Regions from separate parts of the Sus scrofa genome. Here regions 1, 2 and 4 are each linked to region 3. A link is a contact called in public Hi-C, HiChIP or PLAC-seq and promoter capture Hi-C data. All regions are on one chromosome and are shown on one strand. The core of a region is the stretch at or near the end of the contact, and the rest is flanking DNA. Distances in the headings are between cores, read along the strand shown.

Region 1 (3,088 bases), core at 386-2,885, 650 kb after region 3:
GTGCACCCCATCTTGGCCACTGACTGTTCTCTGACTGCTCTGTGAGTCTCCTCTCTGCATGTGAGGAGGTGGCATAAGATCATGGTTAAGAACATAGGCTTCAAAGTCACACCTGGGCTTGAAACCCGCCACTTAGTAACCATATAACCACAGGCAAGTGACTAAACTCTGAACTCCCTAGTCTGTTAGGCTTCCTAGTCTGCTAACGGCCGCTGGTGAACCCATCTAGACAGTCATGGTGAGCATTAAAAAATTCCACTTCCTATGTCCCAGGGCTCCCTTCTTCCTCAGAGCTTTCAAATCTCTGCCTTGAGCACTGTGCTCCCCTCTCACTTACCGAATTACCCATTCTTCATCATCTCAGCTCACTGCAGACTAGGTTAGGACCCTACTTGTAGCCCCTCTCATAACAATTATTTTTCCTTCAGGACATTGATAAAGCTGGTTTTTAAACTCCCGTGTGAGCATTTCATGTGGGCTCCTGGAGGGTACCCCTGGGCCCGAGTAACCACTCAGGACAGCAACTATGGATGATATAGTTCGATATTAGGCAGCACTTGAGACTTCGAAGGCAACCTAGCCTGCCCTGGCCCCACCTCGGACGGGTGGAGAGCCGGTGCCCGGGACATGGTCAAGGCTGGTGTCCTCCCCAAGGCAGTCATTCTGCCAGATTCATTCACACGTCTCAGAGCAGCAACCCAAAGAGAGGGCAGCCCCTCCCCGCGGGCCGCGCCCTGCGCTGGGAGCCCAAGTTGACAGGCCAGCAGGGAAGTTACTCGGAGAACACAGGCGGGGAGACTACCGCCAATCGGACCGGGCAGGGGCATTCTCATCCCTCCAATCAACATTCACTCCCCCCCCCGGGGGGGGGGTTCTGGCATTTAAGGGTGTAGATGAAGAAGGTTGGTTGGAGGAGCGGCAGAAGGGAGCGGGTTAAATCAAGAAGGCGGGGCAGAAAGGCGCCAAAAGGACTCAGCAACCAATTAGAGGTGCTGAGGGTGGGGTGGACTAGAGGAAGGTCGAACGAAACGTGATAGGTAGACGTTTAAGTTGAGGTGACCAATAAGGGTGAAAGGCTTGCGGATGGACGTGTCCGGGGCCCAATCGGAATAGGGACAGGGGTTGCCGGGACTCGAGCACCGAGAGGCGGGAAAGGCAGAGCGGTGGAACACGCCCCCCGCTCCGGTCCGAAGGCGGGAAGAGGAGCCGCCGCAGAACACCAAGGGGTTGGGTGGGGTTGGAGGCAGCCTACCAATCACAGCACGCCACCCGCGGACAGGCGGGCTCGTCGACGAATTAAAAAGAAGGACTGCGGAAGGCCAGGGTAGGGAGAGGAGAGAGGGCTGGCGCTGGGCTTCAGGTAGCCAATCAAGGTCCGCTAAGAACAGCGGGCGGGCCGGTAGCCCTTTTAGGGACTCCGGGGGTCTCTGAAGGGGACCGTGAGAGGTCTTTCAAGGTTGAGGAGGCGGGGTCGTCAAAGTGGAAGGAGTGAGGTCCTGTGAACCGGGCGAAAAAAGGCGGTTGTGAATTTGGGATCCTCACCTCGGGCCTTGCGCCGAGTCTCCTGGTCACCGAGGCTTGGTGGCTTCTCCATGGAGCTCAGGATGGAGCCCAGTAGGTCCGCCATCTTGGGAGTGACTGAGAGGGGGCGGTGCGTCTTAAAGGGAAGGGCAAAATGCCTTTAAGGCCGGAAACACGTCGGAGGCGGAAAACCACGCGCCCGCCCCGCCCAGCTCCCGTGCGGCGCTGACGCCAGCTGGGGCGCCCGGCGCAGCCTCCCAAGGGCGGAGGCCCCGCCCCGCCCCCCCCGCCCCCCACTCCCCGGTCAGACAGAGGCCGGAGGCTGGCTGGTGCAGCGATGTTTAATGGCAATTCGTAGAAACCAAGCCCATGCACAAGTAGAAAGTGCTCTCGTAGAGCCGGCTGAAGGCCCCCGCCGCGCCAGGAACCACAAGTCCGGCTGTGCAGCCCTCCCCGCGGCGCCTTAAATAGATTCTTCACTATACTCTGTATGTTACATTATGTACAAGCCCCCTCCCCTCGGGGACGGGGCAGGACTCCGCAACGCGTTCTTATATACACCCCTCCTTTGGCCCCGAGATCGGTGGCCGGAGTCGGTCGGGGTGACGGGGAAACACAGGGTCAGAAAAGGAGGGAACAGACGCAAACATGCGGAGTCGGGGTGGGGGCACAGTCAGCCCTGAAACACGAGGGGCGCGCGCGCAGTGAAGGCAGAGGTGGGACCGAGGCGGATACATTCAGAGACTCGTTGAACAAATAAATAAGGCAAGTCAGGAAGGGGCTGAGGTGGGTACAGGCGGGTTCGGAGATGTGGAGAAGGGGCAGGCAGGGCTCCGGAGGTCACAGCTGAAGATGCAGGTATGTGGGGCGTGGGTCTTCTGGAGCCGGGGACTCAAAGAGGGGGGCACGACCCGGAGGGAAGAGGAGAAGGAGCCGGGGGTGGGAGAGGGAGTTCAGCACTTCGGAGGGGGCGGGAGCGGAGACCGAGGATGGGCTCCTACAGAAGTGACGGGAAAGCTGCCAACGGGGGGTGGGGTGGGGGGGCTCCCCCTCCCCCAGAGAGCCCTCTCCCTGTTAAGACTGCAAGAAGCGGCCCCGGCTGATGAGAAAGGCGATGGAGAAGTCAGGTGGCCAGGCCGGGCTGGGGAAGCCCTTCCAGCTCCTGGTTCTGCTTCAATTCCCTCATCCTGCCGAGAGACAAGGAAGGAGTCAGGGGACACCGGCCGATCGGGAGGTGGGATGGGGGAGGCGGCAGGGCCAAATCGCAGCACCTGTGTCGGCAGCGCCGCAGGAATCTCATGATCTTCCGGGCTGCCTGGTCCTGCTTCTTGGTGAGAAAAGAGCCTCTGGTGGAAGAAAGAAGAGATGAAACCTCACACAACACGCGGGCATCCCCTGCCCTCTGCCCCTTAGGGACCCTGGCAGGGGAAGGGGGGGGCAGAATGATGGAGGGTATCCTTGGGCAGTGGGTATGGCCAGCAGGGGTGGAAAGCTAGGGCCATACTTGCTGCGGGCAGGCAGGGGGCCCGTGGGCCGGTGGGGAGGCCCTGGCCTGCGACGGTAGGAG
Region 2 (3,364 bases), core at 735-3,234, 630 kb after region 3:
CTCCCGACCCCCTCGAGGCCCAGGTCTACGTACTCACCGGGTCTTGGCAATGTCCACAGGCATAGAGGCGGCAGTGGTGACCAGGCCACTGATCATGCTGGCACAGAAGTGGCACAGGATGTTGTCAGAGAAGTAGCCTGGGGGAGGCGGAGCAGGGGGTGGCGGTCAGCTGGGAGCTGGCTCAGGCCAGGCGGGGAGCTAAGGGTTTGGCTCTGAGTCTCACCTGAGTCCAGTAAAAACTGCTTGGACTGAGAGTAGGAGGCGAGCTGGGCGGCATTGACGACGACGGCCCGAGCCATGGTAGGGATGCAGCCCTGGGGTGGGGGTGGGGGGGTGGAGTCAGAAATGCCCAAGACCTGACCCCCACGCCCCCCAGGTCTCCAGCCCCTTCACTCACCCTCCATAGTGTGGGGACCCCTTCTTCCCGGACAATTCGAATCAAGGCGTCAAATACATTTTTGTAGCCCCGGCGCTGGTCAGGTGGAAGCCTGGCGGGAAGGCAGGAAGAGGCCAAATTCAGGAGAGACCACCCTGTCCCCACAGGAGCGAAGAAAAGGAGGCCAGAAGGCCGTGAACGGGTGAATGCTGTACTCCAGCTCTAGGATAAGAAATCAGGTCTTTCACTGGAGATTCTAGGGAACGGAGCTGGGGTCAGGCTCAAACCTGGAACTCACCGGCCATCAGCAGTCATGCGGATAAGAGCCACCTCAGCTGGCGTTCCCACAAAGGCACCAGTTGCGCCTGCAGTCATGCCAATCAGGGCCTTCAGCAGAAAGCCAGGGGGTGTACCGTCAGCCCCAGTCAGGCGCTCAAACAGCACGGTATAGATACCAAGGCGAGTGGTGGTATAGGTGGCCTGGCGAAGCAGGCCAGCTGACAGCCTGGGGAGCGAAAGGGTCAGTGCATCAAGCCAAGGTCTGGAGCTGCCAACCCACACCCTACCTCCCCCATCATCTGGCCCCAGTACCCTGTATAAATGCCCCTCAGGCCTTCCGCCCTCAGGATGCTCGTGAGGGCATGGAAGCTGGTTTTGTACTCTCGTGTCTTGGCTCCTTCTCCACTCAACTGCATCCGGTTCTTCACCAGGTCCAGGGGCTGTACAAAAACTGTTGCTCCCATCCTGGGGAAAGAAAGGGGTGGAGTCAAGTGCCAGGTGTTCCAGATCTACCAATGCCCCCTGGAACCTGGCAACAAGAGGTCACAAAGGGCAGGGTCTGCCATGTGACTGACCAAGTTTTAGGAGGCTGGCGGACATGTGTACAAGAGTCTCCACATGTACCAAGAGCAATAAGTCTGAAAAGTCCAGGGGTCCAGTAGGGGCCATGCAAGAAAAGTGCTCCATGCAGCTCCAAGGGTGTCAAGCAGGGATCCCAGGACTGCATGCAGTCGGACCCAAAGAAGAGAGGTGGGCACTTATGACCTGGGATCCCACGTTGTCCAGCAGGAGCCATGCAATGACCTGGAACCCCAAACAGCCCCTCAGAGCCAAGCAATGGGTTGGGAAACTCAGGCGGCCCGGCAGGAGCCGTGCATGCAGCCCAGAAGGGACCCTGCGATGGGTAAAAAGATCCTGGTAGCCCATCATGGATCTCGCACTACGACGGGGACCGCGCTGACCCCGTGCCGGCTCGGTTCACTCTAACAGATCCAAAGATGAGCCGGGCCTGGTTGCTTGCATCCGTCCTTTCCTCCTCCTGTCCCATCCCTGGGGCCTGAGCTTACCCGGCCAGGCCCCCAAACAGGAACTTGACCGACTTAGGGGAGGTACGGGGCTTCGCGTCCATCCCACCGGCCCCGGGACTCGCCGTCGCCGCCATCGCCACTCAATGGCCCTCGGCTCCCGGTCCCGTGCGCGCGCGGCCCCGCTCGCGCCCAAGGTGACACTGCGCGCGCAACAGGGGCGAGGGCGCGCGCGCACACCCCTCCGGCTCTCAGGTCCAGCGCTAGCTGGAAGTTGGCGCAGGCGCGAGCGCAAGGGCAGCCGGGAGTAAGGCGGAGCTGAAGGAGGAGCTTCCAGAATGGGTGCGGGAAGGGGTGTGGCTGATTTAGGAAGCCAGAGCATAGGTGCAATTTTTATCGAATTGGAGTCGCGGGAACACAGAGAAGAGGGTTTCTGAAGATCTCGCGAGATCTCGTGAGCTTAGACTAGCCCGAGTTAGGCAGTCCCTCGCGGTAGGTACGGGAAGCTCTCAGCAGGTGGGAGGGATGTGTGTGGGAGAACTCTCGCGAGACGTGAAGATACGGCGGCGGCAGTGGCGGCGGCCAGAGGGAGGCGGAGAGGTTTGTAAGCCAGCCAGTTGCAGGATCCTGGGCACTAGAGGGGAAACAACCAAGCTGTTGCCTGGGGCTTCGGTGCTCCTTTCGTCTGTACAGGCACTCCTCTCACCTCTAATCTTTTCTTTTAACCGGACTTTTAGGACCGGAAGTCCTTCGTCTGGAGCGTCCAATGCTGGAAGCGGCCTGACCTTCTTTGCCGGAAACCCTCTTACAGGGAATGGGAATACGGCCCACCTGGCCGGAAGTCCCACCTCCGTGATCTCCCCCCACCCTTCCAGAAGTTTTTCTGTCACCTGGGCTTGCTTCTGTTCCTTTCCCCCGTTTTATTCCTATACCAGAAAAGGGTATTTTTAGTGTCGCCTTCCCGGCTCCACTAAGGGGGTTGGCTATCTCACTCCCCGAGTCGGGGGTCCTTCCCCTCGTCCCCATGTAGCTGAGAAGGGGGACCTGGGGGTGGTTGGACCCCTGGGACCCTGAGGAAGGGCCAGAGAGGGCGCAGAACTCCGCTTCTGCTCCTGCTATCGGGACGCGGCCTCCTCCGCCTCTCCCCTCCCGCTGCCATGCACCCTGCGGCCTTCCCGCTTCCTGTGGTTGTGGCCACTGTGCTGTGGGGAGTGGCCCCCAGCCAGGGGCTTATTCGAGCGGTGAGTCTGAGGGGCAGATGGGGGAAGGGCGCTGAAGGGGAGAGGTTGCAGGCTAAAGGAGAGACATGGACTCTTGCCGCAGATCTCGGACCACAATGCCAGCATGGACTTTGCAGACCTCCCAGCTCTCTTTGGGGCTGCCTTGAGCCAGGAGGGACTTCAGGTGATTTTCTTCCCTTTTTCCTGTTTCCCAAAATTTTCCCTCTTGGATGATTGAAGCTGGAGGTAGAAGAGTCAAGTTAGGAACTTAGCGCAAGAGCACATCTGGCCTGGTGGAATCCAGAATCGGAGGGAGGAGACAAAGTCTACTCCTAGAACTCTGAGCCTTATGAAGGAGACTGAAAGTGGACCAAGATAAAAGGCACCAGGGGTGGTGCTTATCAGTAGGGTCTCTAGAGCCAGTTATTGGTTTTTATGACCTTGGACAAGTTAATTATCTCTCT
Region 3 (3,059 bases), core at 273-2,772:
CCCACCCCTCTCTGCCCTGGGAGCCCTGCACTCCGTATGGAGTCTGGATGGACACATGGGCCAGATTCTGAAGCAGCCTCACTCTAACTTCGTGTTCGCACTCCCCGGAAACCCCAGACTGGGACATAAAGCGGAGGCCTGGGAGAGCTGAAACATTGTCTGGTGGAGACAGGACTGGCCAGAGTGAGCGAAAGACACTCGGTAATCCGGGAGGCTCAAAGAGAAGCCAAGCCAGCTTTGTTGTGATTTGATTTTTTAAAAACTCTTGTACAAAACTGATCTAATTCTTCACTCCAAGGGCTGGGCTGTGGGTGGGAAACTGGGATTTTGGGCCACTGGATTTTCCCCAAACTTGTCCCTTCCCTTCCTTTTCCATCTTCCCTTCTTCCTAGAGTCCCTCAGACCTGTAACGAGCTTTCTCTTTTTTTCTTTCGTCTACTTAAACCATGCATTATAACTTTGAAACCAAAGCTGCCCTAGGTCCTTCTCTGGGTTTGGGGGAAATGAAGGGGCTTTGTTCACACCCACCCTGGCTCTGGGCAGAGGGTAAGGAGCAAGCTGTTGACCTGAGGGGAGGGTGTTGGCCACCCTGGCGGGGAGGGTCTTAGTGGCAGGATGATACCCTGGCCGGGAGCGAAAGAACAGCCCTGTGTCCAGAGGGAATGTGAGCTTCCGAACAGTAACACAGAAAAGTTTGAAAGGAAAAGAGAACTGGACGCTGGGAGAGGCCTGGCTTCGTCTGCGGGCCTGACTTAGACTAGCTGAGCGGGCGCAGCCCCCCGGGGGCGGAGGGGGGGGTGTCCCAGGCCCCTGGCGCCCCACCTCCCTCCCCTTGGCCCTGCTCCCCCAGCCGCAGCCGGCTCTACTTCCTCGCACTCGCCACGTGACGCCCCGCCCTTCTCTGCGATCACATGATCTCTCCGTGAGCCGCGAAGACTGTGTTCCTCCGCGCTGACGTAGTCCCTACCTTTCAGACCTCTCCAGTCCCTATTCGTCCACTCATTCCTGGAACCTAAGCATTCTGGAAACATAAGCGTCTTTCCAAACATAGGTCTCGTTTCTGCCCTCCTCTGTTTCCAAAGACCGCTTGCTCCATTGGGGTACTACTTTGTTTTGGTGTCAACCGCCGCCTTCAGCGTACCAGCACCTTTCCTGAATAGCTGTCCTTGTAATTATCTGCTTTTTTACCTCTGTTACTTCTGAAAAGCACTTTCGGAGAACCAAGTCTCAAATTATGATTACCATCTCCAAGCCCTTTTCATCCTGTGGAAAAAGTCAGGAAATGGGTTTTCAGTTATTTTCTATGATAGCAAAAAGCCAGCCACCTTTCCTACGTCGCCTGCGTAGCCCGTAAATTGATTCCAAAGCGATTACGCTGATTGCGTGAGGGGGGAGGTCAGTAGGTGGCGCTACGCTAGTGGCGTTGGGGCCACTGAGCTAGGAGCGTAACATAGCGAGTGGGGCGGCCTCTGACGGCCGGGGGCGGGGTTGGTGAATAGGGAAGTGGCGCAAGGTCCGGGATCGCTCCGCTGAATCCGCCCGCGCGTCGCCGCCGTCGCCGCCGCCCCCCATCCCGGCCCCCCCGGGTTCCCTCAGCCCAGCCCGGTCCAACCCGGTTCCCGGGAGGATGAAGTTCGTGTATAAAGAAGAGCATCCGTTCGAGAAGCGTCGCTCTGAGGGCGAGAAGATCCGAAAGAAATACCCGGACCGGGTGCCGGTGAGGACAGTAGCCAGGGCCGAGGGCGCGGGGCGCTGGCGCTGACGCCACAGCCTGGGCTTGAGTCCGAGACCCGCAGCGCGGGCATCAGGCTGCCAGCTGTGGCAGGGTTGGGAATGAGCCCGAAACTGCTGTCTGTGGGACTGGAGGTGAAAGGAGTGGGGTAGCATTAGAACTGGGGGGCTAGGGGATGTAGGCTTAAGGGGATGTAGGCGCGAGAGCTAGACCTTGGATTCGTGTAGGGCGTTTGACATTCCGAGCTTCACAGGGGGTGCTTGAGATTGAAGCTCTAGTCGGCCCAGACAAGACATGCCTGTTTGATTAAAATCATTGTTTGTTATGACGTCCTATTCAGGGATTCTGGAGGTTTAGGTGAGTTTGAGTCAGTGGGATCAGAATCCCTGCTCAGGACTGCGCCGCGTGTTCAGAGACAAAGAGAAATGAGTCTGGGGTAGGTAGGGATGCTAGGAATGTTGAGTTCTTGACAGGTGGAGCTGTGGGCCTGTATACCTAATGTCTCCTAATTTTCGTCTCTTTATCAGGTGATAGTAGAAAAGGCTCCCAAAGCTCGGATAGGAGACCTAGATAAAAAGAAATACCTGGTGCCTTCTGATCTCACAGGTGAGAACCTGACCCAGTAGCCAGGTTTGCTTCCTGGGGGGTGGGAATGTGGTCTCTGCTGGAGGAGGCTCCACATAGCAGCTGTTCTTTTGAAGGCGTTTGTGACCTCAGACTTTCTCAGACCTTGTTTCTTTGGCAGTTGGTCAGTTCTACTTCTTGATCCGGAAGCGAATTCATCTCCGAGCTGAGGATGCCTTGTTTTTCTTTGTCAACAATGTCATTCCACCCACCAGTGCCACGATGGGTCAGCTGTACCAGGTATAGTGTCTGGGAAGTAGTGGAGGCTTTGGAGAGGAGTTGGAAGCACTTGAGAGGCAGGAAGTTTTAAGTCAGCAGGTCTTGGACTAGTTGGCTTACTTAGCTCTCAGTTTTAAATTTGGCTTTAAAATCTCCTTATAGTTCTGGGTTGGGGATTTAGACAGGGCAGTGGGAGTAGAGAGAAAAGAGAACAGTGAGTTGGAGCAACTGTTGTGATCTGGACTTTCCCCAGGCCCCTCCCCATTTCGAGGCAGCAGAGAACAATGTGTGATTTTTATGCCTAGGACTGCTGCTAGGATAATACTGCTCAGCCGCTAGGGTCTGGAGCAAGTGAGAGGGAGAGTCAAAGCACTGGTTTTGGGGGTCTTCAAAAAGAATGTTTTTGGAAGAATGTGCCTGGGTGGTGGTTGGTTCAAGTAATTAAAGCCCAGGTGCCTGAGCACTGTCATTTTCTGCTTTCACC
Region 4 (3,407 bases), core at 166-2,665, 820 kb before region 3:
AGTAGTTTTCCATCACTAGACCGAAATAACTACAAAAACTGTAGGTCTGTAATGTGTGTCAGTTAGAATGCTTTGACAGCAAATAACAGAACTCTTAACTCAATGCGTTAGGAATGGAGACCTATTGGCTCACATAAGACAATGGATGAAACAGGCATCCAGAGGCTCCACATTGTCATCAAGTTCTAGGGTTCTTCCCAGACCTCATTTCTGCCTTCTGCAATGCCAGCCTCACTCTCAGGCTGCTCCCTGCTGGACACCATCACCAACAATGCAGGCTGTGTGCTTCCTTGTCCAGTTCCAGCAAGCCGAAGGGAGTTTCTGTCAAGCATTCTGGACAAGAATCCTAAAATTCCCACTAACTGACCCACTTAAGGTCACATGCTTATCCTTAAACCGGTGACCATGATCCCAGAATAAAAGTGTTACCTAGTGTCCAATGAGACACTGACCATTCCAGGACCTGAGCCCGAGTCAATTTCCTTCTAAGACCCACAAAACTCCAGTTGCTTTCAGGAAGTGGGAATTGCTGAAAGACTCGGTGCTCGCTAGATAACCACAATGTTCATTACAACAGGTCTCCATCGAGTTAGGTAGGGGTTGGCAGAACAGAAATCGATAACATGGACTGGTGATTCCCTTAAGCAAAGTCAGGATGTTATTATGAGAAGAAAGAGGAGGGTGCTGGATAGACAATACTTACAAATATCCATTAGTTATTTCATGGAAATTCCCAAATTTTATTTATGTAATTCAATAATGAAATTTGGCGTTAGAAAGAGCAGAGAAGAAGGGAGTGCGACAAGGAGAAAAGTGAGAGCAGTTCCGAACAATTTGACCTTGGGCAGGGCATCTACAAAGAAAAGTCCTCTGGTGGAAAATTCTTGCCAGGAATGTGAGCGAAAGACTTTAAAGGACAAAACAATAACGGCGTAAGAATAAACATACATGCAAACGAACAAACGATATAACAGGGTAGAGAATCCAGAAATATAGCCAAATCTCTACCATGACAGTATTACCAAGGGTAGCGTTTAAATTCCTTTGGGAATGGTGCAGTTTAAGAAATGATACCAGCATAACTGGCTCTCCGTCTGGCAGATAACAGTTAAACCCTAGTTTAATAAAAGCATTAAAAACATAAAAAGAAAAAGATAAAAGAAAACTCAAGTTCATATATTTACACAAGGATAAATTCCAGATATATTAATGACTTAAATTTTAAAAGCAAAACAAAACAAAAAAACCGTGAATTTCTTTGGGGGATGAAGGAAACTTTCCTAAACCGGAACTTGAAAGTGCTGAGGCTTTGCATTCCGCCTTTTCCATTGGGCTCCGTGGCTACGTCATGGGACACCCAGCCAATGAGAATTGGGCATGGCCAGCGCGCTCAGCCAATGGGGCCAGGGCGGGAGATTTGAAAGGTCCTCCGGGGCGGGGGGGCGAGGCCGAGCAGGTTCAGTCGTTTGCCAGCTGCCAGGGGGGTGGCTGTGCCACCGGTTTCAGGTGAGCTGTCCTCCTTTCGTGGGCCCTTGCGCCGGGAGAGACCAAGTGATTAGGCAGGTCAGGGGGTCCGTTGGGTGGTCCCGCGGGCACTCTGCCGGGCTGCTGGTTGCCCTGGGGTGGAGAGAGGGTCCTGGAAAGGGGTGGAGCGGGTAGCAGGGCAGAGGCAGCGAGGCGAGCGCCGAGAGGTGCCCTGATGCCGTCGGCTTATAGACCTGCTTCCTTTCACCAGCTTCCGGCGAGATCATTCCAATCCCTCACTCTCTCGTTCCCTTTTTTCTGTTTCTCACTGCTCTGTTTCTCTTCTCTGCCCAGTTCCCTCCCCCTTTCCCTCTAAGGATGGCCCAGAAGGAGAACACCTACCCCTGGCCCTACGGTCGGCAGACGGTAAGGGTTTTCCCACTTCCCCTTCCCCCACCCTCATGGCGAGTTCCTGTTTGCAGATTTGAGATCCTGCCGAGGGTGATCCTCTTAGCACTTTCTTCCCGGCTTTGCGCGGTTTGGGCCCCATTAGTTTACTGGCAGAACCCAGTCTGTCATTTGCAGCCACATCCTGCTGCAGCCAACATTCAGTTGGTGCTGCCAACTTGAATTTGACCAGCCTATGAGGACCTCTGCAGAGCTGAACCTACTTGTCACATATAAATGACATCTGGGACTGAGCAGGCAGGGTCTGGCCTTCAGGCCATGATTCCCAAACCATTGTGAAAAATAGGCTAGGCAAGAAGAAGAAATAGACTCTGGGAGAACTTAGATGAATTTATAAGTTTAAAAAGTCCAGGACAATCCTAAACTAAGAATTTGAAATTTATTTTAATGACTGTGTGTAGTAAGCATCTAAGTGGCTTTATTTCCAGTTGTCCCAACACTGTTGATTGAAGAGTCTATCCTCTGATTTGAAAATACTACCTTAATTATATATATATATATATATTTATATATAAATATATATATATATATATATACTCCCACATATATGTGGATCTATTTCTGGACTCTCTTTTGTTCGATTTGCTTATGTGTAAATTCCGTACTAATATCACTGTTTGTGAACAGGTCTGTAGGGGTTCTGAGGCTTTCTTCCTCTCCTGACTAAAGGAGAAAGAAGGGCCCTGCACGGGCTTTGCCCCCCTGTTGGTGGGACTTGGGTGTCCTGGAGAGTCCTTCTGTCCCCTTGTCCACCAGCTCTCTCCTGGTGAAGCTCTGAATGAGGCTGTCCATAGTGGAGGCTGAATGCGAAACAACTGTCATGTCTAAACCGGTCACTCGCAAAAGAAAGTGATGTATATTACACACAAGTTGAAAGTGAGAAGTGATCCAGGGCCATCAGAGTAGCCCTTAATGTCCCTAAAGCCTGTTGTTGCAAGGGGTGAATACTGAGATGTGCTGAACATTCAAGGCTCCAAGGGCCTTATCTAAGCCTCAACAGACTGCTTTTTAGGGGCCGGTGAGAATACCTCTGTGCTAAAACTCCTTGAATTGTGGGTGTTCACTACCCCAGCCTCTACTGCCACCGGGATTGGGGACTGGGTGAGTGAGTGGTGTCGTGGACACGAATATTGAGCTTGGACAGCCCTGGGCCTCAGAATGTACTGGGCCAGGGCCATAGAGATGCGATGCTAGGTGTTGGGTATCCTTATCTCAGGCTGACTTAGGCTGTTTATTAATAACTCATGATGGGGCTCTGAGCAGCAAAGTTGTGGTCTCTTTAAACTGGGGATGGGTGGGTGGGTGGTTGGCTCTGCATCAAGTCCTAAAATGCTGTTTGCAGCACATTCCAATCCGGTCACTGGGATAGAGCAAAGCCATCCTCTGACCTCCCCCCTGCTTCTTCTCAGGCTCAGTCTGGCTGAACATCCTGCCCCAGAGAGTCCTTCGGAAGGAGGCTGTCACCCCATCAGCGC

What was found. Promoter capture Hi-C pulls out the DNA fragments that hold promoters and counts their contacts. Hi-C and Micro-C count contacts between places; a contact is called where the count stands out from the background. HiChIP or PLAC-seq counts read pairs in DNA pulled down with a chosen protein or histone mark.
Region 1: a contact with region 3 is called in an H3K27ac HiChIP or PLAC-seq map of alveolar macrophages. The contact joins the promoter of SPAG7 here to the promoter of GABARAP in region 3. A contact is called at or near these places in 2 of 5 promoter capture datasets (fetal skeletal muscle and liver) and 1 of 2 datasets of contacts at active chromatin or transcription factors (alveolar macrophages).
Region 2: a Hi-C map of liver shows a contact between it and region 3, with 2.9 times the contacts expected there. The contact joins the promoter of SLC25A11 here to the promoter of GABARAP in region 3. A contact is called at or near these places in 2 of 5 promoter capture datasets (fetal liver and liver), 3 of 47 Hi-C or Micro-C datasets (heart right ventricle, liver and skeletal muscle) and 2 of 2 datasets of contacts at active chromatin or transcription factors (alveolar macrophages and skeletal muscle).
Region 4: a contact with region 3 is called in a promoter capture Hi-C map of fetal liver, with 5 times the contacts expected there. The contact joins the promoter of AURKB here to the promoter of GABARAP in region 3. A contact is called at or near these places in 2 of 5 promoter capture datasets (fetal liver and liver) and 1 of 47 Hi-C or Micro-C datasets (embryonic fibroblasts).

What each region holds. Positions count from the first base shown.
Region 1 is chr12:51,947,460-51,950,547 of Sscrofa11.1, reverse strand. SPAG7 (sperm associated antigen 7) reads right to left here and starts at 1,635. Exons shown (of 7, transcript NM_001243921.1): 1 at 1,543-1,635. The coding sequence starts at 1,627. CAMTA2 (calmodulin-binding transcription activator 2) reads right to left here. Exons shown (of 23, transcript XM_021067750.1): 21 at 3,026-3,088; 22 at 2,793-2,867; 23 at 1,845-2,708. The coding sequence ends at 2,645.
Region 2 is chr12:51,969,414-51,972,777 of Sscrofa11.1, reverse strand. SLC25A11 (mitochondrial 2-oxoglutarate/malate carrier protein) reads right to left here and starts at 1,984. Exons shown (of 8, transcript XM_021067766.1): 1 at 1,723-1,984; 2 at 968-1,120; 3 at 675-881; 4 at 398-488; 5 at 224-314; 6 at 38-137. The coding sequence starts at 1,817. RNF167 (E3 ubiquitin-protein ligase RNF167) reads left to right here and starts at 1,967. Exons shown (of 10, transcript XM_003131906.4): 1 at 1,967-2,280; 2 at 2,418-2,921; 3 at 3,004-3,084. The coding sequence starts at 2,838.
Region 3 is chr12:52,596,629-52,599,687 of Sscrofa11.1, reverse strand. GABARAP (GABA type A receptor-associated protein) reads left to right here and starts at 1,522. Exons shown (of 4, transcript NM_001190288.1): 1 at 1,522-1,717; 2 at 2,260-2,338; 3 at 2,478-2,596. The coding sequence starts at 1,628.
Region 4 is chr12:53,413,863-53,417,269 of Sscrofa11.1, reverse strand. It overlaps AURKB (aurora kinase B), which reads left to right and starts at 1,415. Exons shown (of 10, transcript NM_213919.2): 1 at 1,415-1,506; 2 at 1,819-1,890; 3 at 3,342-3,350; 4 at 3,353-3,407. The coding sequence starts at 1,843.